5 separate regions of the Mus musculus genome follow, and regions 1, 2, 3 and 5 are each linked to region 4. The links are chromatin contacts, called in public HiChIP or PLAC-seq and promoter capture Hi-C maps. All regions are on one chromosome and are shown on one strand. Each heading gives the region's core, a stretch centred on a gene start, on an enhancer-like site or on the middle of the called end of the contact. The rest is flanking DNA. Distances are from core to core; before and after follow the strand shown. Region 1 holds the start of Gsr (glutathione reductase). Region 2 holds the start of Dctn6 (dynactin 6). Region 3 holds the start of AI429214 (expressed sequence AI429214). Region 4 holds the start of Mfhas1 (malignant fibrous histiocytoma amplified sequence 1). Region 5 holds the start of 1700104B16Rik (a long non-coding RNA gene).

Evidence for each region. HiChIP or PLAC-seq counts read pairs in DNA pulled down with a chosen protein or histone mark. Capture Hi-C pulls out chosen DNA fragments and counts their contacts.
Region 1: a contact with region 4 is called in a promoter capture Hi-C map of liver, with 3 times the contacts expected there. The contact joins the promoter of Gsr here to the promoter of Mfhas1 in region 4. A contact is called at or near these places in 1 of 115 datasets of contacts at active chromatin or transcription factors (thymic regulatory T cells) and 2 of 9 other capture datasets (adipose tissue and liver).
Region 2: a contact with region 4 is called in an H3K27ac HiChIP or PLAC-seq map of thymic regulatory T cells, with 9 times the contacts expected there. The contact joins the promoter of Dctn6 here to the promoter of Mfhas1 in region 4. A contact is called at or near these places in 4 of 39 promoter capture datasets (embryonic stem cells, liver and pre-B cells), 2 of 115 datasets of contacts at active chromatin or transcription factors (astrocytes and thymic regulatory T cells) and 2 of 9 other capture datasets (adipose tissue and liver).
Region 3: a contact with region 4 is called in an H3K4me3 HiChIP or PLAC-seq map of embryonic forebrain, with 6 times the contacts expected there. The contact joins the promoter of AI429214 here to the promoter of Mfhas1 in region 4. A contact is called at or near these places in 1 of 39 promoter capture datasets (embryonic stem cells) and 1 of 115 datasets of contacts at active chromatin or transcription factors (embryonic forebrain).
Region 5: a promoter capture Hi-C map of liver shows a contact between it and region 4, with 7 times the contacts expected there. The contact joins the promoter of 1700104B16Rik here to the promoter of Mfhas1 in region 4. A contact is called at or near these places in 4 of 39 promoter capture datasets (erythroid cells, liver and pre-B cells) and 1 of 9 other capture datasets (liver).

The regions. Positions count from the first base shown.
Region 1 is chr8:33,650,661-33,655,793 of GRCm38.p6, reverse strand. It overlaps Gsr (glutathione reductase), which reads right to left and starts at 2,556. Exons shown (of 13, transcript NM_010344.4): 1 at 2,015-2,556. The coding sequence starts at 2,254. Gm33433 (a long non-coding RNA gene) reads right to left here. Exons shown (of 3, transcript XR_870309.3): 3 at 2,918-3,562.
Region 2 is chr8:34,105,564-34,110,482 of GRCm38.p6, reverse strand. Dctn6 (dynactin 6) reads left to right here and starts at 1,771. Exons shown (of 7, transcript NM_011722.4): 1 at 1,771-2,064; 2 at 4,077-4,141. The coding sequence starts at 2,042. It also overlaps a transcript of Mboat4 not described here.
Region 3 is chr8:36,990,504-36,995,191 of GRCm38.p6, reverse strand. AI429214 (expressed sequence AI429214) reads right to left here and starts at 1,617. Exons shown (of 1, transcript NM_001039220.3): 1 at 1-1,617. The coding sequence starts at 1,492. The coding sequence ends at 611. All of the region lies in intron 2 of G630064G18Rik (RIKEN cDNA G630064G18 gene), which reads left to right.
Region 4 is chr8:35,584,594-35,590,085 of GRCm38.p6, reverse strand. It overlaps Mfhas1 (malignant fibrous histiocytoma amplified sequence 1), which reads right to left and starts at 2,297. Exons shown (of 3, transcript NM_001081279.2): 1 at 1-2,297. The coding sequence starts at 1,713. It overlaps Gm16793 (predicted gene, 16793), which reads left to right and starts at 1,066. Exons shown (of 3, transcript NR_040376.1): 1 at 1,066-1,248; 2 at 5,474-5,492.
Region 5 is chr8:33,730,334-33,735,215 of GRCm38.p6, reverse strand. It overlaps 1700104B16Rik (a long non-coding RNA gene), which reads left to right and starts at 2,729. Exons shown (of 2, transcript XR_004691281.1): 1 at 2,729-3,427; 2 at 4,139-4,682. Gtf2e2 (general transcription factor II E, polypeptide 2 (beta subunit)) reads right to left here and starts at 3,149. Exons shown (of 8, transcript NM_026584.3): 1 at 3,087-3,149.

The sequences.
Region 1 (5,133 bases), core at 1,307-3,806, 1.9 Mb after region 4:
TGGCCACTGTTCCTGGGAACCTGGGTTGGATTCCCAGTACCCACATGGCAGCTAACAACTGTCTTTAACTCCAGCTCCAGGATCCCATGCCATCCTCTTCTGGCCTCTGTAGGCACTAGGCATGCATGTGGTGCAGATATTCATGCAAGCACTCATACAAATAAGCACTTAAACAAGAAGACAGACGGACAGACCAACCCCACTTTTTGGCTGACTGTATTTGGTCTCCCCATTATACTGCAAGTTCCTTAAAGGAACCTCTGTAGGGAAATATTTCTATCCACCTCCTTCCTTCTGTTAGATTCTTCTAAGAACCCCAAACATGAAGAAATAAAAGGATCCGCTTCAGAAAGCCTCTGATTTCCCTGCACATGCAAATTACTTCCTGTAGTAAGTTCACTCTTCCAACTCTGGGCAGACCACATTACTGCAATCCTTGGGCAAATCTATCCCCGCTTCTACCTTTGGGTTACATTTTCCCTCATACTGGCTGCAGCCCCCTTCCCTGCTTTGTAATTCAAAGCCAAAAGCTACTTTGTGGAGGTCCCCAAAGTTATGCGACTGAAACAGAAAAGGACATTTCAAAGACACACACTGATGCTTTGGTGGAAATGGCCGTGGCTACAGAATGATGAACTGGGAACGAACGAAAGCACTGGGCACACACGGTCAGGTGGACCACTGATAGAAAATGTCACTCTGCGCTGTCCTTTGCTTGCTCCGAAGATGTTTGTCTTCACCTTATTTTTAAGCCCCGAGACAGGATTTCTCTGTGTAGCCCTGGCTGTCCTAGAACTTGCTCTATAGACAAGGCTGGCCTCCAACTCAAATATCAAATCCGGGCCAGCCCCTTCTTGATTAATGTCAGTAGAACCAACAATGACAGTAGATGTCACAAATCCGTGGTGATGTGACAAGTGGGGAGGAAAACAAACGTCTAGCTTCCTGGAAGTCACTCTGTAGACCAGGCTGGCCTCTGCCTCCCAAGTGTTGGGATTAAAGGCGTGAACCACCACACACCCATTCATTTCCAACCGTGGCTTGAGCATGCTCACAGCTTCTCATCTCTAGCTTCATTCATTTCACAAATAGCTGTTGAGCAAGGTATTTTAAGGTAACAAGCAGTACACAAGCATAGGAACCCGCCCATGCCCCTAAGGAGTTCCCAATTTAGTATAATCTAAACGCATTCAAAGGCATTAGAGAACCTATCCCCAGTCCCGGGTGACTTTTGAGGTTCAGCATTTTCAATCACTAACAAAAACTCTGCCTTGATCTTGTGATAGGAAGAGCCACACTAACGTGGGAACGAGACTTTCAATCGTAAGATTTACCACCTTTCTCTCTTTCCTTCTTTCTTCCTTCCTTCCTTTTTAATTTGTAAACCTGTCCCCAAACAATCCACAAACGGTATCACAAAGCTCTGAGAAACCCCTTAAGGTTTCTCTTTGGAGGCAGCTTGTAGTTCTCAGGCTTGGCTGCAGTTGGGATCAACTGCGTGTTTCTGAGCTTGCTAACCCCCGCGCCGCATCTCCACGTACGGTCGGGAGCCTTGGAAACAGCAGAACAGGGAGCGGGAAACAGCAGAACTTCAACTCTCCAGGGGGTTCCTTTGCGCAGCCAAAGTTAAGAACTACTGTTACCTAGCACTTTGCCCTTGAAATAGATCAGACCCGACCCACGCACGCACACACACACTCCTCCACGCCAGAACCCTCCACTGCTCCCCTCGCCCACGCCACTAGCAGTTTCCCAGAGAGTTTCGTGTTTCCCAGCTCCAGCGCCGGATGCCATACTCCCCCGCATGGAGTTGCACGCTGGGCAGCTAAGCTTGGCTGGAGTTTTTTTGGCTTCAGCATTGCACCTGTGCAGAGTGGCGGGATCGGCGGCGTTACCCTTTTTCCCGCCACTTCTTGGGATCCCGGGCCTGGGAGTGGGGAAGCACCCCGGGCGCCGCGCTCAGAGGCCGGGAGAAAGCGCGCAGCCGGCGCGGCCCGAGGGCCCCGGTACTCACGCAAGTGCCACCCAGCTTGTGACTCTCCACCACCGCGGCCCTGGCGCCGAGCTCCGCCGCCCGCCGCGCGCTGGCCAGCCCGCCGGAGCCGCCGCCGATCACCAGGTAGTCGAAGGAAGAGGTGTCCGGGGCCGGGGGCTGCGGCTCGCCGGGACTCGCCATGGCGCAGGTGAGCGCGCGCGCTGCCCGCCGCAGGCTCGGGGCCGCGCCCACGCCCAGCGCCCGGGGCAGCAGCGCCATGCGCGGAAGTGCGCGCCGGGAGCGGGGTGCAGCGTCGCCGTGACTAAGCACCGCGCCCGAGGGCCCCTGTCCCCGCCCCGCAGCGCGTGGACCGAGGGCGAGAACGTGCAGGTTTTGTTTCCCCACCCCCAGCTTCTCGGATTCCTGCAGGCCTTAACCTACTTTCCGCTTTCAGGGCACTTGGTACTCGTAAAATGAAGAAGAAAAAAAGGCTGGAATAATGAGTGGAGTGGCCGAAATGATTTTTTGTGATCCATAGAGGAAGCTTAAAGAACGGACTGAGATGGAGCTGCCAACTAAACCGGCCAAGATCCCCGAGAACAATGTGTAGTTCATATAAGCACCAGGCTGGGAGCCCCACGGCTAAGAAATGAGGAACACAGGGCCCCTAAGCCCCACACTCCAAGCTGGATATTACGAATCAGAATGCTATACAGTCTGTTGAGGCTTTTTTGTTTTGTTTTGTCTTGTTTTATTTTCTGTTTAAGAAGTAGCCAGGCAGTGGTGGCGCACGCCTTTAATCCCAGCACTCAGGAGGCAGAGGCAGGCAGATTTCTGAGTTTGAGGCCAGGCTGGTCTACAGAGTGAGTTCCAGGACAGCCAGGGCTACACAGAGAAACCCTGTCTCGAAAACACCAAAAAATAAAAAATAAAAAAATAAAAAATAAATAAAAAGTAATATGACTTGGGAGATAGAAGGAACGTGGGTTCAAGATCATCAAGGAAGAAGGCAGATTTTTCCTTCTGGTAGAGTACCCTGTAATAAATGTAGACAGAATAATAACTTGAGAACATTTACAAGGTCACAGTGACCAAGCGGCTTTCTTGGGAACCATTAATGATTGCTAAGATCACCGAGTTAAAGTTTGATGGGGATATAGAGTTGTGTAAAGATAGATAGATACAGATAAACACACGAAGAAAGCACCCCACCACCACCCCCACACACACAGGCACACAAACTCCTACTTGATCACAAAAGGGAAACCAACTTTTCTGCCGGCACCGCCTTGTCCTAAAGATCAAGATTAAATACTGCTAAGTCATAAGAAACGTGCCGTTGTGAGGCAATAACCAGTATTCAATTAAACTTACACAACCATCCTGCTTCTTTAAAACATTCAGCGGCTGGAGAGCAGTTAAGAGCCCCGGCTGCTCTTCCAGAGGGGCAGAGTTCCATTCCCCGCTCCATTGTGTCAGTCAATCTCACAACCGCTGACGTTCCCGTTGTCTGGCCAACACCAGCGTTACTTTGACTTATTACATGATTTCAGCGTCAGCGTCCAATATTGAGGCTCAGGATAAAAACTGAAGAGAATAGAGAACAACTAAAACTTAAATGCGAAGTTAGCATAAAGCACATCGTACTATTAGAAACTCTTGGGCTGGAGAGATGGCTCAGCGGTTAAGAGCACTGACTGCTCTTCTGAAGGTCCTGAGTTCAAATCCCAGCAACCACGTGCATGGTGGCTCACAGTCATCTGTAATGAGATCTGATGCCCTCTTATGGTGTGTCTGAAGTCAGCTACAATGTACTTATAATAAGTAAATAAGTCTTGAAAAAGAAAAGAAACCCTGGGAGGCAGTTTGTGAGGCTGTTTTGTTGAGAAACTGTATTTACAATTGGCTGTGGTGGCTCATGCCCTCAATTTCTGCAGACAGAGCTCTGAGTGCCAGGTTAGCCTGGTCTACATAGGGAGTTCCAGGACAGCCACAATAGAGATACCCTGAATGGATGATAGATAGATAGATAGATAGATAGATAGATAGATAGATAGATAGATAGATAGATAGATTAGATAGAGGTGGGGTCTGACGGAGCAGGCGAATCTGAGTTTGAGGTCTACACAGTGAATTCCAGGACAGCCAAGGTTACACAGAGAAACCCGGTCTCGAAAAACCAAAAAAAAAAAAAAAAAAAAATTTAAGACAGGATCTCAAGGAGCTGGAGAGATGGCTCAGTGGTTAAGAGCACCGACTGCTCTTCCGAAGGTCCTGAGTTCAATTCCCAGCAACCACATGGTAGCTCACAACCATCTGTAATGAGACCTGACACCCTCTTCTGGTGCATCTGAAGACAGCTACAGTGTACTTAGATATAATAATAAATAAATCTTAAAAAAAAAAAAAGACAGACTCTGGCTACCTCTGGAATGTGGGCTGTGCCACCTGCTGCCACTGGCATTAAAGGTGTGCACTACCTCACCCTGGTCTTTTCATAGATTTTTAAACTACATGTCTCCCTTATAGTACTTTCATAGATTCTTTTTTTTTTTTTTTTTTTTTGGTTTTTCGAGACAGGGTTTCTCTGTATAGCCCTGGCTGTCCTGGAACTCACTTTGTAGACCAGGCTGGCCTCGAACTCAGAAATCCACCTGCCTCTGCCTCCCAAGTGCTGGGATTAAAGGCGTGCGCCACCACGCCCGGCACTTTCATAGATTCTTTGTTCTGATTGAGTTAACTACTTTCCTGGGGGCTGGCGAGATGGCTCAGTGGTTAAGAGCATCGACTGCTCTTCTGAAGGTCTCAAGTTCAAATCCCAGCAACCACATGGTGGCTCACAACCATCCGTAATGAAATCTGATGCCCTCTTCTGGAGTGTCTGAAGACAGCTACAGTGTACTTACATATAATAAATAAATAAATCTTTAAAAAAAAAAAACTATTTTCCCTTATTGGCATATCTAAAGTTGCATCCATTAATTCCATTATCTGTCATTTATAGATTTAAAAAAAATCTTTAACATTACATCTATCACCGTGAGTGACTTTCAGGACAGCCAGGGCTACACAGAGAAACCCTGTCTCGTAAAACAAAACATAACAAAACCAAAAAAAACCCATTACATCTATCTAGTGTGAATGTGTGTGTGCACATG
Region 2 (4,919 bases), core at 522-3,021, 1.5 Mb after region 4:
TAGAGACACCTGCAGGAACTAGAGCAATTCAGCAAGGACAACGGTGAAGAGATGGCTCAGAGGTGAAGACAGGCACTGACTGCTCTTCTAGAGGTCATGAGTTCAATTCCCAGCAACCACATAGTGGCTCCCAACCATCTGTAATGAGATCTGATGCCCTCTTCTGGTGTGTCTGAAGAGAGTGACAATATACTCGCATACATAAAATAAATAAACCTTTTAAAAAATAAGAAGAAAAGAAAAAAAAAAGTATAAATGGGAGTTCCAAGATCTACTCTAAAGTCTAAGACAAACTCTGTGGGCTACAGACATATGAAGTGAAGAATCTTATCCTAAAGGCTTAGAACACAGTTTCAAAAGAATTGTGACAGGAAAGGCCCCCACAGGTTTAGGGAGATTGAGGAAGTAGATACAGGAAGCACTAGACAGGAAGACCAGAAAAGAACCTCCCCTGTCATACTGTATTTAAAACACTAACATGGAGGACCATAAAAGAAAAAAAAAAGTGTATTTAAAGTGCAAGAGAGCATCACCACACCACATCACCTGAACAGGTGTGTCCCTCTGAATGAAGGTAGGCTGTTCAGCTGAAACTTTAAACGTCTTGCAAGAGCTCACAATGATGTATTTCAAAGTCTGAAAGTACTCTGGTACTGCACCCACTAAACCTACGTGTTCTAGCTAAAGGAAAAATAAACACTTTCTACTGCAAAAACAGACTCAAAGCTGGGCAGTGGTGGCGCACGCCTTTGATCCCAGCACTCCGGAGGCAGAGACAGGTAGATTTCTGAGTTCGAGACCAGCCTGGTCTACAGAGTTAGTTCCAGGATAGCCAGGGCTATACAGAGAAACCCTGTCTCAAAAACCAAAAACAAACAAACAAACAAACAAACAAAACCAGACTCAAAGAACACATTACCACTAAGCCAGGTCTACAGAAGACCTGAAGGAATCTTTCAGATTGAAGAGAGAAACAAGTCCCTCTGAGAAATCATAAAAAAGAATAAACCACACTAGAAAAACTGTTAAAACAATACAACAACCACTATAAAAACCAGGAAAATGGCAGGAGCCATAACTCTGAGTAACCAAGGGTGACCTTGAATTTGTGATCCTTCCTGGGCTGGGTTTATGGGTGGGTTCTGCCATGGCCAGTTTCGTGTGACTCTCTGGAATGAACTCTGGACTTCATGCATGCTAAGCAAGCACTGTACCAACTGAGCCAACAGCCCCAACACACCCCCTTTAAGATATTTCTTGGTGTGACTAGAAATTGCTTAATTAAGAAACAGATTGTCCCGGATAACCAGGAGTGGGCCAGATTCAATCAGTTTAAAGGGTTCAGAGCAACACTGAAACTTCCCCCCTGAAAAGAAGAAATTCCACCTGTGGGTAGCAGCTTGGCCTTCCAAATGAAAAAGTCCCAGCTTGATCTACGGGTTTCGAACTTGCACAGCAGATCCCTAACTAATTCCTAACAAAACCCTCGTAATTCATATCTCCTGCTGGTTTTGCTTCTCAGAATGAATCCTTATTATGCCACCTGGGTCCTACGTAGCAGTAGTTGGGAGATGGAAAGACAGCTTGGTTTCTTCAAAGTTTAATAGCGTGAGATGACAAAGCCTCAGAAGAGCCAAGCACACACACATACACACGCATACGCGCGCACGCGCGCGCTTGTAAAGAGACGTTTAAAAACTGGATTTGATGTTCAAAAGAGATTTTGACAGGCTTAGGGAGGAAGTTAAACGTAGAGTGAACTTAACGATAAGGATCAGGGCTGATGGGGTTAGGATAGACTTGGTAAACACTGTCAAGTGGAAAAAACGACTTTCCAGGAGGCAGAAGCGAAGCAAGCCAAGCCAACCCCGAAAAGCAAACCATCCTCAGCACGCAAGCGCGAACCTGGAAAGCAGAAGGCGGGTCTCTCAGGCCCCGCCTCTCCCAGGCCGTGCCAGGCTCTGCAATCCCATGCAGAGATCATCGCTCTAGCCAGGCTGCAAAAATCGATCTCAGCTCTTCCTGAGACCCGGGCTTGACGATGGCGGAGAAGACGCAAAAGAGGTACGTGTTAACACCTCCGCAGGGGCAGAACCCGTTTCTGGTCGCGGCGTGGGGGCACTGAGACGGTGTATAGGTGGATGGCTCCATAATCCCATACCTGGCGTCCGTGGGGTGTGGGGGCGGAGAGGGTTTGTTCCGTGACCCCCACCCATCCCAGCACGCCTGCGCAGACTCCATTGGGGCTGCGTGGGGGACTCAGGGAGGCTGAGGGAGGTTGTGCGGGCGAGAAGGCTGCTCAGCGGTGGCTGCACCGTCGGCCCTGCCTCTGATCAGGAAGAGGGAGGCCTGGAAGAAGACACTGATGCTGTCATCCTTATGTCAGTGCCTGAGAGCCCAGGGCCGGCAACTATGGCTTTTCCTGTCACAGTCTTCACCAGTGAGAGCCGTTGGTGGAAAGAGACCGCATGGATAACAGAAAAGCATAGGGATTCATTTGCCGTTGCCTCCTTTGTCCTGGGATTAATGTCTTGAGATATACATATACATATACAGCTGTATGTATATGCATGTATCGGTGTTAAGGTGTGTGCGTGTGAATGTTGTCTCTCAAGCCAGAAGAGGGCGTGGATCGCCCCGGAAGCAAGCATTCAGTTATCACAGGACAAAGATCTAGAGAGACAGGGTGTTTCTGGGCAACTTTCGGCTCAGAATCGAGAATACTGGTGTCAGAACAGTGACGCCCCAGGAATAAACTTTGCTCTAAGAACTTTGTGGTATGCATTATCATTTGATGGTCTGTAGAAATTCTAGGGTTAGTGTCCTGATGAGTTCTAACTGTCAGCTTGAAACAACTTAGAGTCATCTGGGAAGAGGGAACCTCAATTGAAGGATCGTCCATGTCGGGGTGAGTGTCTTGATCTGTGATTGAGATGGGAAGGCCCATCCCACTGTGGGCAGAGCCATCTCCAGTCGGGTAGGCCTGGGCCATTTAAGAAAGCTACTTAGCAAGTGGGCCAGTAAGCAGTCATAGTTCCTGCCCTGAGCTCCCTGGGCATGGTGAGCAGGAAGTGTAAGGCGAATAAACCGTCTCCTCCCCACGCTGCATTTGGTCATGGTCTTTATCACAGCGACAGAAAGCAAGACAGAACAGTTAGAATACTGTTAAGAAATAAAATCCAAAGCTGTTTTGTTAAGCATTTAAAAGTATATGTGATTTTGGCCTAATAGGCTGTGTGCCACTTAAGAAGTTCATAATACATTAAACATTCTTACCACTGACTTGCTATTTTTCCATGAATCTCTTAAAACCTTTTTCTTAGCTACAGAGTCAGCATAGCTGTATTAAAAACTTTTTTTCATATTATTTTTTGGTGGTGTGAATGACACAGTCTCCTATAGGCTCATGTGTTTGAGTACTTAGACCCCAGTTGATGGTGCTGTTTAGAAAGATGCTCATGCACACTCGCACTTGTGAGTGCATGTGTATGTGTGTGTATGTTTGTTCTTGCTTGCACATGCATGTGTGTTTCAAGCTGTGGTGTCTCAGCTTCCTGGTTTTCTGCCACCTGCTGCCTGGCTCCTCACAATGATGGACTCTTATCCCTCTGGAATCTTAAGCCACAATAAATTGTTGCCTTCTACAAATTGCTCTGGTTACGGTGTTTCATTTCCACAACAGAAAAGGAATCCCTTCACATTGATTGATTGATGGATAATTGAATGTGTTTATATGCGTGAGAGTACACACATGCAGTAGTATACTTATGGATACTTATGGACACTTATGGAAATTGATTCTCTCCTTCCACCGTGTAAGACCCAGGGATTGAACTCAGGTGGGCAGACTTGGCAGCAAGCACCTTCCTTTATCAGCCCCTTTCTCCACTGAGCCATCTGGCTGGCCCCAGCATACCTTCTGTAACATATTTACATTTTAATTTTATTTCCATGGGTTCCAAGGCTCTGAATGGGTCACTGGGCTTAACACAGCAGGGCTTTATCCATGGAGCCCTCTCACCCACCGTCCATACTTTCAGTGTTACTCAGGATGAGTGTTCTCTTTCTTCCTACAGTGTGAAGATTGCTCCCGGAGCAGTAGTGTGTGTAGAAAGCGAAATCAGAGGAGATGTAACCATAGGTAAGAAAATGGTTGATGTTTCTCGAGAGCTAATGCTGGGTAACCAACTTTAGCGCTTCTCCTTTCAGTCCAGTTGTTTGTGTCTGTTACGCTGAGGCTTACAATTTTTATTGGTTTTGTTGTTATTTGTTTTGTTTTGAGTTTTTCGAGACAGGATTTCTCTGTGTAGCCCTGGATGTCCTGGAATTCTGTAGACCAGGCTGGGCTCGAACTCAGAAATCCACCTGCCTCTGCCTCCCAAGTGCTGGGATTAAAGGCGTGTGCCACCACTGCCCAGCATTTATTTGTTTTTTGAGACAGGGTTCCTCTGTGTAGCCCTGGCTGTCCTGGAACTCACTCTGTAGACCAGGCTGGCCTTGAACCAAAGATTTACCTGCCTCTGCTTCTGCCTCCTCGGACTAAAGGCTTGAGCCACCACCACCCAACTTGAGTTAGCTTGTTTTAAAGAGCTTTCCTGAACATTCCACACAGCCATTCACCCATGTGTCTCATAACAAGGTAGCTGATGCTGGAGCCGCTACACTGGTCCCCATGACGTCAGGGTTCCCCGGCAAGGAGAGGAGAGTGACAGTTAGTAGTTGTATCGCAGGCAGAATGGGAGTGTGAAGTGAGAGCAAGAAAGTTTGCAGTTAGTACCCTCAGCTCTCACCGTGTAGTCTGGCCAGTAGTTCCATCACCAAGACGAAACCAGCCTGCACATGGTGGGTAACTTACATGCGAGTCCCCGGTGCCTCATCTACTACCCAGTCCTGTTTGTAAGATCTGTTTCCTGAGCACT
Region 3 (4,688 bases), core at 368-2,867, 1.4 Mb before region 4:
TAGAATTCTGTCTTAAGGAAATTACTATTCAGTCGAGTACACAGGTACACAAGTCAAAATCCTAGTGCCTTTTCAAAGTTAGTCTCCACAGCCTCTTTATCACCAAAACCAGCCCTCATCGCTGCTTCCTAACTATCTTATATCTGTTTACTTCTTTCTCTCTGTACTGTCCACCACCACTCCAAACTACCATCATTCATATGTGTGTGTGTGTATAGAGAGAATACCACACACACACACATATACATACATATATATATATATATATATATATATATATATATATATATATATATTCCCCTAGATTACAAAAGTTTTGCAATTTCTCCAATTGTCTTCCATAATGTGAAAAATCTATTGGATTTAATGATTTAGACTTCAGTGAAGGAAGCAGAAGTAAATCTTACATTAGTTTCTAAATTTCCTCTATATGAGATGGTAATTACTCAAATCCACACCAGGTACATGTATGCACAACACATGTTATCACTAATCACCAATAGTCACCATCCCCTGGTTGGGCATAGTACATATCATCATTAGTAGTCAGCACCTCCTATCTGGTTGGACGTGTGAGTTGAGAATCATTAAAAAGACTTGTACAGTCTTCCTACACCTGCTTTGAATATGCCCGCCCAAAGCCGGAGCTTCCCTTCAGCATTTTCTCAGTCAGTCGCTTCCAGATGATCCTAGGATCATCTGAAAGCCTGGGGAAGCCCTGATGTGCTTCTCCAACACGGGTGAGAAAGTCTGTGGTATGAAGGTGTTCATCTATTTTCTCTTGGAGTAGTAGTGACTGCAGTAAAGTTTTCCTTCGTCTCAGGAAGTCAGACTGAGCCAGCTCTGCTCTTTTGCTATTACAGCTGGGACACTGCGAAGAAATGTGTTGCGTAATCGCCCCTATGTACGCCAGAGTCGCTCTCGTGTTTTCCAAATAGATTCTGTTCCACAGTTCATCAGGGATCGTACAATTGAAAGCATCTACCTCTGAGGTCTCTGCAATCCATCTGAGCTGCAGCCTTTTGGGTCTGTTGCTTTTCTTAGCTCTTAAATCCTGTCTCTGGTGAATCAAGTTTACTTTTTTAGTACAAAAAGACTGCAGGGCATCCAGTTCTTCTGCGGATTCCTTAGGGATTTCTGGTGGGAGTCTACGGTCGGGTTGAGATCTTTCAGAATGAATTTCTTTGCTCTTGAGATGGTTGATCCACATTTCACTCAGCTTATTTTCATCCTTCTGTAAGAGTGAAAGTTCTGACTGCTCGTCTTGCTCTTCCGAACTTGTAGTCGGCGTTTTGGTCTCGACTGGGCTCTCAGAGGTGTGTGAATAGGATTGTAATTCTCCAGAGAAGCTGATGGAACCAGAACTCAGTACCTCATCTGCACAGGACCCGGGGAACTCTTCTGAAACTTGAGTAGCACAGACGTCCGTCTGGGCCGGGCCTCCGTGCTCTTCTTTTGAGTCCTCCGGCTTCTGAGCAGGTGGCCACCCCATTGTCTCGGACTCAGTTCCTCATCTGCTTTGCTCTGGTCAAAAATGGGTCTGGAACCAGTAAAGAGGAGCCGACAGGGCACAATCTTTGGTGTAGTTGAGTGCCGCGAGCTTCTTCTTCCGGGTATGCCTTTCCTGGTTGACATGGCAACGCGGGCCGGTCATGCGCAGTGAGTGGTCTCCGGTATCCCGCCCCTTTCCTGTCTCTTGCAGGAGCCCGTTCAACAGCTTTTAATTCAGCCCTCAGGCTGCTGTGTGTAATTCAAGGGAAAAGGTCGCAAACCTTTCAGGTCAGACCAGGTGTTGAGCATACGTAAGTCCCATGGAGACAGACAGATGGCACTTGACAAAAGAGATAACGCGTCTTGCCGCAAAATTTCCACAAAAAGTGCTATCTGAAGTCCCCAGTAATACATACCTGTTTTAGAGCCAAGGGAGAAGCTGTTTGTAGATTTGCCTTAGAATAAAAATGGAAATACTCACAATATTCTCTAAGGTCTCTCCACAGTCTCTCAAGGCTCCTGAAAACCCTCGCAGATTCCTCAAAACCACAGTGTTAGGTGCTGTCCCTTCCAACTGCCAGATCCATACCTTCATCTCTAGATGTTGTGCTGTATGGCTATTACCACCTACAAGATGCTTTACACGGAGGGTTCGGGTGCATTTCCTGCATTCTGTATATCTGAGTCTCTGAGGATAAAGCCTAAAGATGCAGCCTGCTCAAGAAATCTGTTAGTGTGCTTAATACCACTTACAAAGGGACAGTGGGTTTTGTGACATGAGTAATTCCACTTTAAGAAAGTCTAAGTATCCTCCTATTTAATTTCAAACTCAAGCCCTTACCCAATGATACATCCCTCTAATACGGGGCTTTTAAAAGACATTGCCTCAGACCCAAATGCCATATAAAGGCACATGTTGAAAATCCTGATGATGACCCTAAAGCGCGCGCGCGCGCGCGCGCACACACACACACACACACACACACACTGGACTCTCAAATGCACTTTGTCTTCCTTCCCTGCATCCCTTCCGACACTGCCGACTCATCCTTGTGTGTCCTCACCCACTCCCTTACTTTGCCAAGGTCAATGGTCTGAAATATTCAAAGATAATCTGAGAAATTTGGTCAGCCTTCCTTTAAAGATAAGAACTTTCCAACTTCCTCATTTCGGCCAAATTAAAGAAAGCAGAAAGACAATTGTGGATCTAAGGGATTTCCAGCAGGATTCGTGTTTTTATTCTAAATTGTTTCAAAATCCTCCCTCATGCTCCCATTCATATTTCCATATAATTCATTTTTCTCCCCACCCCCAACAAGGAATGTGTCTTTAAAGTACATCCTCTAATAACGTCCATGTGCTAATACCCAGGCTCATCCAACTTCTATCTTTTAGCACTGTAAGTTTATCTGTTTTTTAAAAATAGCTTCATCTGTGACCAAAAAATATGAATAGGAAATTAATCAATTTTCTTTTCATAAAAGTAGCGAGATACTGTGGACAGTTTAACATTCTAGTAACTGCTGTTTAAGAAGAAAAATAGCTGCAGCATACTATCATGTTCAGATAATATTCATGAGGATAGAAGTCAAAGTTTGGACTTGAAAATAGAAGCTGTGATTTATGTGAATCACTGTCGACATTTCAAGTGTACTGCAGGGTGGAATTTCATGGTGTCTTTGTTTAAAACCCAAGTCCCTATTTGTTTCTTGTCTGTAAACTAAAGGTCAAATGCATCTACTGACTCCCATACCTGAGAGTCATTAGTGCTTAGTGTGCAGAGGTGAAGACATTGTGGAGCACTGGCAAAAGACATGCGGTGCTTCTTAGAGGATGGGAAGAAAAGTGTGAGCAAGAAGAACGCCGCAGATCACTTTTTTATTAATTGAATGTTTCAAGAGAGTGGCATGGTCAGAAAGCATGGAGGGGAAGAGGAGGAGGGAGTCCCATCTTCCCATTGGATCCCAAATTCTTTTCATACAAAAGTGAGAGACACAGATTACTTCCACTGGCTCGTCTAAATGTATGTTCAACCGGGATTCACAGGAGAAAAACACGGGAAGTCACATTCAACAGTTCTTGTTTTTAATTAGGATTAAAAAAAACAAACAAACCATGGAATTGACAGAAAATATGTATATACTTCCCAGAGAGTATAATGATAGCATTTCAGTGTCTCAACAATTGTATTACAAATTATTTATACTTAAGCTAACATATATCTACAAATTTCAGAATCCTTTCTTCTAGTTTATGCAAACAACTCTTAGTATTACATTTTCACTTCTTTGTGTTAATGTCATCTCCTTACAAGTTCTTATCTGAGTGGCTACAGAAAGTCATTAAATTGATAATATGTGGTATTCCAGACAGTCCTATATTTGTCAGTCTTCCTCAGGCAAATATTCAGTAAATGTTAAATTTCACCCTCTGTCTCTCCCCTTTCCCTCTTTCTCCTTCTTAAATAGGAAATATACAGTAAAGCCATGTTTCCCAGGCATTACACACATGGTATCTGTCACCCACATTTGCATACTGTCCATATCCACTAGCTTCACTAGAGATAATTTCAAATATTATAATTTATCGTCTAGTTTGGTATTGGAAAGATAAACCAGTATACATTGCTACATACTTTTTAGACTGTTTCCCTTTTAAAAATATATTGTGTGTGTTACCCTGAATCAACGTTCAGGTATCCTCCCTGGTTTCTCTCAGTAACTGCACGGTATCCTGTTATAAGAATGTACTATGTTTGAATGGGCAGTTTCTACTTATTCTTTGTGTCTCGGGAGACATGTATTGAAGATAATTCCCACTAGTGAGATTACTGTAGCACAGAGTAAAGATGCATGTGGGTTTCCAGCTGCCCTGGGTAAGGAGTATACCTTTGACATTTCAGCCAGAAACTATATAAAACTGCCTGTTCGGAGAGCGTGATTTATGGGCCATTTATTCATATTTGTGGGTCTTTGCTGATATATCTGAAATTATATCTTTTGTAATGTAAAATTGAACCTCTTTTGTTATTAGCGAAGTGGAACAGATTTTTATATAAATAAGGATCATTTAGATTTATTTTCAGTGTGCACTGCCTATTCATTTCTTTTATCTATTTTATTATAACACCTTCATCGTTACTTTCAATTATTTCAAAGCACTCAAACAACACTTTCTGTGTTGAAAATACTGTTCAT
Region 4 (5,492 bases), core at 1,048-3,547:
CACCTTGGCTAGATGGCTAAGGCCCTCTGCATCGTTCTTCTCCTGCAGGGCAATCTGTCGGTGAATGTCCAGACATTTCTCCTCAAGCTCCCGCTCCCCACACAGGTCCGCATGCGTGCCTACAATACACACCACAGCGTGAGGCACCCGGGCCCCCACCCGATGCAAGAAGGAGCCCACGGTGGTAGGGAAGCAGCGAGGTTCATAGGTGGCCAAGTTGACCACGAGCACATACAGGGCTCCAGGGGAGAGGAAGAAGGGCTGTATCACCTCATAGCTTTCATCACCGGCTAAGTCATACACAATGAACCGCAAGCCCCGGGAAGCATCCGCTGTCCAGCTGGTCACCTCGATGCCCTTACTACCAAGGGGAGGGAAAGGTAGGTAGCTCTTCTCCTTGTCCCCTCCACCTTGCCCTCCCTCCACTTTGTCCTCGGTGAGGCAATGTCGAAGCAGGGTCTTTCCTGCAGCCTTGTGGCCCATCAGGAGCAGCTTGAGCCGGGGCTGCACGGCTGGCTGCGAATGCGCCAGTTCCTTCTGGTAGGCTGCGATGTAAGGGATCCCCTTCATGCAGACTTCGTAAGGGGGCTGAATCAGTGGGTTGTCCTTGATTTTCCACAAGCCTACCCGGGAGAGCTGGCCAAAGTTGTCCGGCAGCACAGCGATCTGGTTGCCCTGGAGCACCAGCTCCTCCAGGCCAGTCAGCTCCACAATGGAGTCTGGCAGGTACCGGATGCGGTTATTATCCAGCCACAAGGTGAGAAGCCGACCCAGCCCGGCGATAAGAGAGGGCACTGAGGTGAGCTGATTGCGACTAAGATAGAGCTCCTCCAGACCAGCCAGGGGCAGCAGCGCAGCAGGGAACTCCTCGAAGAGGTTGGAAGAGAGGTTGAGCATTTTGAGCCTCTGCAGACGGCTGAACTCGTCGGGCAGAGCCTGGAGCCCGTTGTTATCTAACATGAGGCTCTCCAAACTGGCCAGCTCGCAGAAGCCTCTGGGCAGCGTGCCAAGCTCGGCCCCGCTAAGCCAGAGGATCTTGAGGGCACGCAGGGCACTGATATCCTCAGGTAGGCCTCGCAGCCGGTTGCTGGAGACGTCGAGCTCCTCCAGGGCAGCCAGCTGCAGCAGCTGCTGGGGAAAGGCGGTGAGCTGGTTGTGGTCCACGTCAAGGGTCCGAAGGTGGTTGAGGCAGGAGAAGGAATCTGGCAGATGCGCCAGCCGGTTGAAGCTGACATCCAGCTCCTCCAGGTGGGCGAGGGCACCCAGCTGGGCAGGCAGGGCTGGCAACTGGTTGTGGCTCAGGTTGAGTTTGCGCAGCTCCCTCAGGGCGCTCACCACCTCGGCTCCCAGGATGGTCAACCGGTTGTGGCTGACGTCCAGTTCGGTAAGGTGGTGGCCTAGCTCCGCCACCGCAGGGGGCAGCCGGGCAAAACGGTTCCTGCGCAAGACCAAGACGCGAAGGCTGCCCAGAGCTGACCCCAGACCTTCAGGCACATCCTCGAGGCCGTTGTTCCCCAGGTTCAGCACCTCAATGTCCCCGATGTTGGCCGGCAGCACCAGCTGGGGGGCGTCGGGGGACTCCAGTGGGTCGCCTCCGGCCCCTGGGCAGCTGAGCGTGAGCTGGCGCAGGTTGCTCCGCAGCTTCCTGGCTCTCAGGGCGGCGTCCCGCCACAGCCTCACCGTCTTCAGGTTGCCACTGTCCTGGCCAGCCATGGCGGGGCCCCGCGCCGACAACCCTCACGCCGGTACCGGAGCCCGCAGCTGCATGCCGCGCTGGACTCCGGCGGGCGCCCAGCCCCCGGGCCCTCTAGCTCCCGCTGCTCCCGGGCCACCACCCCTGCGCGGCCGGCGGCCGTGGGTCCTAGCGCAGCCGGTGGCGGGCGGCAGCGACGCAGGCAGGTTTGAGGGGCTCCGGGCAAGCGGCTCGGAGCTGGGCTGCGGCCGCGCAGCGCGGCTCGCATTCTCCGTGCTCCTGGGCCATGGGCGCGCCGGGCAGCAGGGCCGCCGCCCGCCGCGCCGCGGAGGATGCCTGCTCCTCCTCCAGCTCCGCCCGCCTCGCCGAGCCTCGGTAGCCGACTCCAGCCCCGCTACCCTCGCAGCGGCGGTCCGGAGGCCGGCGGCGTCACCTCCGCGAGCTGCAGGAGGAGGGCGGCGCTCGGCTCCGCGGCGGGCATGCTGCGGGCGCAGGGCCGGGGAGCCGGAGGTGAAGGCGTCTCCTTGTCTCCGTTTCCCCGCGGCTCGGGCGGGAGCGCGAGCGCCGCGTCCCCGGCGCTTGGAGAGCGCGATCGGGAAGCTACAGCGCCGCCCGGTGGAGCGGCCCCCACGTGACCGGCGGAGGCGCCGCTTGTTCCCGGCACCGCCCCTGGGGCGGGAGTTGCAAGTAAGCGCAGGCTTTGGGGTTTGGGGGGTCCAGCTACAGTGGGGCCGGCGACGTGGACTTCGCCCTGCGCCAGGCGCACCAGATGCGGTCCTCAAAGCTGATGTGGGACTCCGGGGTCTCCGGGTTGGTTTCTCCTGCATCAGGTTCTTTGTTGGTCCTGGCCTCTAAGGATTTCTTATTCATCCCTAAGCATAGGATTTAGCTGGCTTTCTTGCTCATCCTTCCCATGCGCCATACATCCACACCTCTATAGAGCCGGCAGAATTTAAGGACCTGGGTGTCCAAGGAGCTTAGAACAAGAGGGTAGTTATAAAAGGCAGATGGGGGAAAAGCAAAGAACCTTTTAATCCATTTGATAAGTTAGTTATTGGGGACTATTTGTACTAGGTCAACCGAAGCCTAGTTTTCAGCTCCCCTGGTTTGAGCCAGCACATCTCAGGCCTGTTGTGGGTGGCTGGGGGTTGGAGGCCATGCAAGATGTCTTAAGTCTGTACTATCCCATTTAGCGCCACAGCCGAATGCAACATGCTACATCTTGAATCCGACATTCCCCGTATTCTGTGGATTCAAAGAAATGACCGTATTATCAGACACATTTTCGCTATTGCAGGGTTCAGTGTGGGCTTGTTTCCATTGAGAGGAAGTTGGTTTGAGATCATATCTATACTCAAGTAATCTCCGAATTTATCAAAGCCGTGAAACCTGTCAAGACCGCAGAGATCACCTCTACCACTCCTTTCCAGTTGCTTAATCACTTTATCTGAGGAACACCGACAGGCAACAACTGGTTGAAAAGGACAGTCACTTTCATCGAGGGTGTGGTCACTGATAGCTTGCCAAAGCTCCAGCAGTTGGCTCCATACCACGATAATAAGGGCAACACAAATTAGACTCAATTTGCAAGCAAACAAGCTATCCTTCCATTGTAACTGTCTTCAGAAAACTCTTCTCCATTTGTCATTAGATAATCGATCATTTTGTTTATCTGCTTAAGAGAGCTGAGTAGTGCCTGGGACCTGTCAGCTTTTAGGCATGCCCCTTATCACCCCGGCTATAAAGGAGGTGAGTTTGCCTGCAAGGAACAATCCTCTACTTGCAAAGTCCTGAAAGATCCCTATGGCTAGAGTGATTTTTTTCCTCAGTTCTAGAGTTTGAACCCAGGGTTTCCAGCATGTGAGGCAAGAGGCAAGGTGACTTCTGGGAGCAAAGTTCATACTGAGCAAGCTTGGGAAAAGCCTGTACAAGAGCCCCTGAAGCTACGCATGTTCCTGCAGGCCTGTCACTGCAGCACCTGAGGGACTGAATGAAGCAAGAGGGTTTAAAGTGTGAGGTCATGGTAACATTAACTTCTTCAAGCAAAGAAGAACGTGGAGTTCTTTGAAAGCCAGGCTACTAAAAACTAAAATGTTAAATCAGGAGAAAGAATATTTTAAGTAATGGGAGAAAGGAAGAAAGGAAAGAAGGAAGTGAGGAAGGAAGAGAGTGAGGAAAGGAGGGAAGGGGGAAGGGAGGGAGGGAGAGAAGGGGAAAGGAAGGAAGGGAATGGAAAAGAGAAGGAAGGAAGGAAGGAAGGAAGGAAGGAAGACGGAAGGAAATGGAAAAAGGAAGGAAGGAAGGAAGGAAGGAAGGGGAAGGAAGGAATGCAGGAAGGGAGGGAGGGAATGGAAAAAAGGAAGGAAGGGAAGGGAAGGGAAGGGAAGGGAAGGAAGGAAGGAAGGAAGGAAGGAAGGAAGGAAGGAAGGAAGGAAGGAAGGAAGGAACTAAGTTCAAATAACTTCTGCCATGGATACTCATCCTGACCTCCTGAGCCTATGCTCCAATTCTAAGTGGTTAATTTTCTGTTGTGTCTAAGGGACATGCCCTCTCCACATTCTAGAACATTCTATATATGACCTTAGATTTCAGGTGTCGGCAGCCTCCAATCTGGATCTAGAGCAGTGTAGTTTGTGACTGGGATTTCCTCCATGGCCCCCACACAAAAGTCTTAGTCCCTAGCATGTCACTATTGGGAGGTAGCCAAAACATGAAATAAGCCCTAACCAGAGGAAGTTGGGTCATTGGGTTGTGCTCTCAAAGAAACTAGTGAAACATCATACCTTCCACTTCCTCTTTAACATACCAGGTGGCATGAAACAAGCACCTTTCCACCATATGCTCCCCTGCACCCTTCCACCCGCATGCACCCCGCTCTGATGTCCTGCTTTGACAGAAATTATAAAATCCGGACATGCTAATTGATCCTGGAGTGAGCCAAGATCAAGGTTTTTATTTGTAAGTCCATTAACATAAATAGGATGAGGTAGTACCTTGTGCTCATTAAAGGGAATCAATCATGTGTAATTATATATATATATATATATATATATACATATATATATACATATATATATAAACATAACAATTTTAGGGTTGTACAAGGGGCATTACTAGCTGTGTGCCCACAAGGCTTCTCACTGGTGTATGAAACTAAGGTTAGGACAAGCAGAACCCACATCTGTGTGTGTGTGTATATATATACATATATGTGTGTGTGCATGCACATATATATATATATATATACATATACACATATACACATATACATATATACATATATACACACATACATACTAGCACATTTATATATTTAGGTATGTAGAATATGGGCCTCTATAGTTACTCCCACATCCTGCAAATGGCAGGTTTCTCCCATCTCCCTTTTCCTAACACAACTGACTCAGTTTGGCAAACACAGATTCTGATTATCAGAAGTTCTCTTGCCTTGGATCCTTACCCAACGTCATGGATCCAATCCGCAGACTTTCTAAAACCTTCCAAGTGTAGGCCTTTTAGTTAACTTGTCTTTCTTCCTCTGACACTGTAGCCCCTGAGTATAATAGCACCACTGAGCTGCTCTGTGAGTATGATAGCATCCCATGCATAGAGCCTTGGCCTAGAGTTTAGGGTGCACAGTCTTTTCAGGGCTGGAAAGAGTCAGGCTGTAGACATGAGCCTCAGATGACAGGAGTCCCTAGGCATCCCAGATAAAGATCTTCCATTTACTTATCTGTCAATACCTGCCTGAATGAAGGAACAGTGTGCTCTTATCCCTAGCTAAGACTGGCTACAAACT
Region 5 (4,882 bases), core at 1,480-3,979, 1.9 Mb after region 4:
ACACAGAATGCTATCTCTAATAACCATGCTAACTTTATAGAACAGCCAAGAAACCCTAAGCCAAGTCTGCTGCCTTATCAGTTGTAAACAGCTACCTTCAAGAGCAGTCCAAAATATGTAACTAATAATTCTGAATGGTGGTTATCTCCAGTAATATGGAGTATGCATATATAGTGATGTTCACATATTGGGATTTGTGTAATAAAAATCAAAGGGAACAAAATTTTGTAACTGTAAGAACTTTCATATTCAAAATTCTTGACTTTCTCTTTAATGACAACAATATATCCTTCAGTTAGCCAAATACTGACAAATAATTTCCTGAGGTAAAAAGTTTCAGTGTTTTCCAGTGTATAGACTCAGACTTGTAACTTAATGGCAATAAATGACTTAAGTATTTCTATAAAATACACATGCATACATACATATATGTATACATACATATATACGTTATTATATATACATACGCACACAGAGACAGAGAAATTATCCTCCCCAGCTGGCTCTAGCTGAGGATATAGTTCAGCTGATAGAGCACTTGCCTTGTTTCATGGGGCCCTGGGTTAAATCCTCAGCACACACAAATTTTAATTACAAGCATAACTCACACTTGAAGCTCACATTATATACTGTGTACCAGTGCTCTAGAAGTTAGAAAGCATATTTAGGCTCATTGAAGAAGGAAGGGGGAGAAGGGGGAGGGGATGGGAAAGGGAAGAAAAGGGAAGGAAAGGGGAGGAGTGGAACTGCTATAAATTAAATGGTGTGTTTTAAAAACCAGTGCCCTCTTATTAATTAAGAAAGCTGGATTAAGGTATTAAAAACATCTATAGAAGCTGGGCATAGTGGTTGCACACCTTTAATCTCAGCAATTAACCTGGAGCAGAAGCAAGCAGATTTCTGTGAGTTCAAGGCAAGGGTCTACATACAGAGTTCTAGGACAGCCAGGACTACATAGAAAGACACTGGAGGGGTAAAAGTGTACAGAAAATTCCTGATTTAGGAGGTAAAACTAAATGATCATTCCCGCTCCTCCCCCCCACCCCACCCCCAGTTATAAAACTGTAGTTTTATAAGCATTTTTAAGCAATCTCAACACAACCAGAACACAAGAACCACCAGTTGAATCACCATGAATCTTACAAAAAGTCTTTTCTCTTCCTAGCACTCTGCAGCACGGTTCAGAAAAGCTCACTCTTGCCCCTGTGAATGAATTTCACACTAGTGTTCAGTCAGGGGGGAAAGACCACTCTACAGAGGCTACTTCCAATGATAACCCTTTCATACACTGAAAATATTTTAAGTTGAAAAAAAATGCATTCAATCCATCTTTTGTACTGAACATAAATGCCTAGCAACCTGGTACACAACAGCATATCAACTGTGCCTTTGTGATATCGACTGGGAGCTCACGGCAGCTGCCTAGCATCATTAAAGTACTAAGTCACTAGCCTAGCAAAACAGCGTTAACCTCAAGTTCAGTTTTTACTAAGTATTGCTTCCACGTACATCTTCAGGAAAGCCGGAGCATCCTAACTGGTTCCACACACACTGAGTTCCTTGATTAAATAACAGGGAGATGGAGACTGGAGATATAGCTTGCTGGAGGCAAGTGGCAGTGTGACAGGTTCAATCTTGATCCAAAGGGATTTAAAAAAAAAAAAAAGCACTCATATGGAAAACTCACTGTGAACTTTATGTAAGAAGAGTCGAAGAGTCCCTGGTCTAAGAGTAAAACATCTGCTCCTCCCAGTTTCAATTCCTAACATTTGAGCAAATAATCTACAGAACTGCTCTAAATGTAGTTTCCTCCTAGGTCTGGGGAATGGGGCACTATCAGTGTTGTACATACTTGGCTCAACTCTAAAAGTGAGGAAGTATTTATGAAAGATTTTTTTTCAAGAGTAATTGTTATTTTGGTTGTATTAGGTAAGAAATTAACATTAACTTAATATGCAAGTGAGAGAGGTATGAGTAGGGAAAGCATGAAAATAAGAAAAAATTCACAACGTGAGAAGACTGAGGAAACAGGCAGTTTGCAACTCCTAAAACAGGAACATTTTACTTCATAAGGTCAGATGACTAATCTGGACGTCAAATAAAGACTTTAGGACAGATCAAACCTGTACAACTTAGAAAAACCTAACTACATAATGCCCACAAGTCTGAAAGACTAAGCATTAGTGCTATGGCTAATTTTAACACATAAAACCTGAATAGAAGTGGCACAACTAAGTAAGAAGTCATGTGTCCCAGCCCTGGAACCCTAGCAAAGCTTTCTGAAATAAGAGAGACCTCTCTATATGATGATACCAACAAAGGCACCCAGAGCAAGCGGTTTACTCTCCGGAGTTCCAACTAACTTTTCCTCCTTTTGCAACCAACATCTGTACTGCAGTGCACATCTTAGGGCTAACCTGGGTGGTAAAGAAACTATATCCACGTCTACTTTACATTAATCTGGTCAATCAAAAGCCCCGAACAGGATGTTACGACCGAGAGCTGGTACGTTTCACGGTGGATAGCTACCGGAAAACTAACATTTCAAATCTTCAGGCTCCACTGTCCAGTTCTTTCCTACCCCAGAATCTGCAATCTTCCAGCAGCCTGTCTGTCTACTCTGTCTCTCGCTTCACGGCTCGCCCCCGAGTACCGGAGCACATCAGGAAAACGGAGCGCAGAGTTCGATCGGGAAAATACCTCTCGACTCCTCCGAAAACTCACAACCTCAAAAAGTTTAAAGCAGCATTAGAAAAGCCAGTCGGGAGGGGACGCCATGGTGGTCCCCCCAACTCCACACAGGGATGAGCTCGGCTGCTGTGGTTGTGGCCAAGAAGCGGTCGGCACCATCCGCTCGCCCACCCGGAATCCTTCCCGCTTTCCAACCCGAAAGTTTGCTGTATGGACGTCCGGCCTAAAAGACAATGCTGGCTGGGGCGAGCCCCTCCTCTCGGGGGCTCGGCTTTGGAGAACGGCTCGGCGGCGTGGCGTCCACGCGCGCGTCCCCTCGGAAGACGCGTCCCGCTTCGGGGCAGCCGAGTCCCACGCGGGACTCGTCCCCCTTCGCCCGCCGCCGCAGTCCCTACCTCAGCGCCCGCAGCCCGCGCCGCCTCCCAGCCTCCGCCTCGGCCGCACGCACGCACGCACTCACGCACGCACACACCCGCCCACCGCGGGCCCGCTTCCCGCCCCCCGCCGCCGTCGCGGCGCGCACGCCCAACACGGACCTGCCAAGGGGGTCGAACCCGAGGCGGCCGTGGTGGTGGCGTTGGCGACACAGCCCCGGCCCCGCCCTCCACTTCCTGGTGCGGCGGCTAGGACGCTCGCTCCCAGCAACCACCGCGACGCCGCTCCGAAAAGGCGCCTGCGTCACGGCGTGCTCCGCCCCGAGTTTCCATGACGACCGGAGCGCGCTCAAAGGCTGCCGGTAGCCACGTTTACTCTACCAGCTCTGCTCTAGGGAAGAACGGAAAGCCGCTTTTCTTGGCACAAAGTCGGAGCAGCTCCTTCAGCCGGCTCTGGAGTCTAACCCAACCGGCAACATTACCAATAAATCTGTCATATTTTTTGGAGGGTGGGTGGTTTTGGTTATTTGAGACAAGGTCTTCCTGTGTTGCCCTGATTGGCCTGGAACTTGAATTAAAGTTGCAGAGATCGTTCTGCCTCGGCCTACCAAGTGCTGCTCCATGCCAAGCTTTTTTATTTTATTTCAAATACCACTCACCAGAACCACCTTTAACAAGTGGCGGGGGGCTTGGGGGTGGGAGGGACAGTCTAGCAAAGGCAAACTCAACATAGAATTCAACTTCTGGACTTCAACCTCAAAACTTACAGCTCAGCTTCTGCGCTTCGAACACCGGCTCTTTTCATACCTGTGACCTGTCTTTGATTTTTTGGGGGACAATATAAGATGTGGGTGCGATATTTGGCAACAACAACAAATAATAATAATTGGCCCATCCTGCACCCTACAACTATCCTTGTTTGTACAGCCTAATCCAGTATTTAAATATCCCATAGCTGTAGTTTATTAGTACTAATTACTTTGGGTCTTAGTTTTGTATGTCCCGCCCCCCCCCCAACATAGGATACTAGTGATGATGCAGAAACTAACTTTGTATAACTAAATTTTTGTCAGGTCCAAAGGAGAGTCCAATTCTTCAAACTTCAAATGACAGTCCGAAGATCCACTAGTTAACTTAATCTGGACTATACGAGGAGTTCTAACAACTGACAAAAGACGGCGGCATTCCTCCGGAACTTGTGAAGCTCTAGTTTCTGTCTAGGAAAATGACTCATTTCCCTTTCCTCCAGCAAAAGTGACTTATGGCTCTCCAATTAACATGTCAGCACAAGGTGCAAGCCCGGCAGCCTCCAGACTCCCTCAGTCCCTACAAGCACTTATACATTTCAAAGCCTGCTCACCAGTCCCCTGGCCCTTCCCACCCGCCCACCGATTACTCATTCTTCTTGTTCACTCTTCTCCGCTCCTGCTGCTGCTTTTCTCAATAAGCTTCCCCTATTTTCTATCAGTGGCCATTTTCCCGTTTCTTGTAGACAGTCCTGGCAAAGCCCAGTCTGCTACACATGGTCAATCTACTACTTTCTCTCTCTGCCCTGGACTCTCCAGATCCCTGTGGCTGTTCTCACTCTCATGTCTCCAATAAAAACCTTAGCCATAACATGGGGTGGTCATGTTGGCAGTTTCTTCACCACACCCCTCTTGTATACATCCAGTGCCAAACATGCATACAGTCTTAGGGTTACCGGGATGAAACAACGTAATGAAACCCTTGGAGAGGAAAGGGTTTATTTCAGCTTACACGTCCAGGTAACAGTCCATCTGTCTTAGTAAGGCTTTACTGCTGTGAACAGACACCAT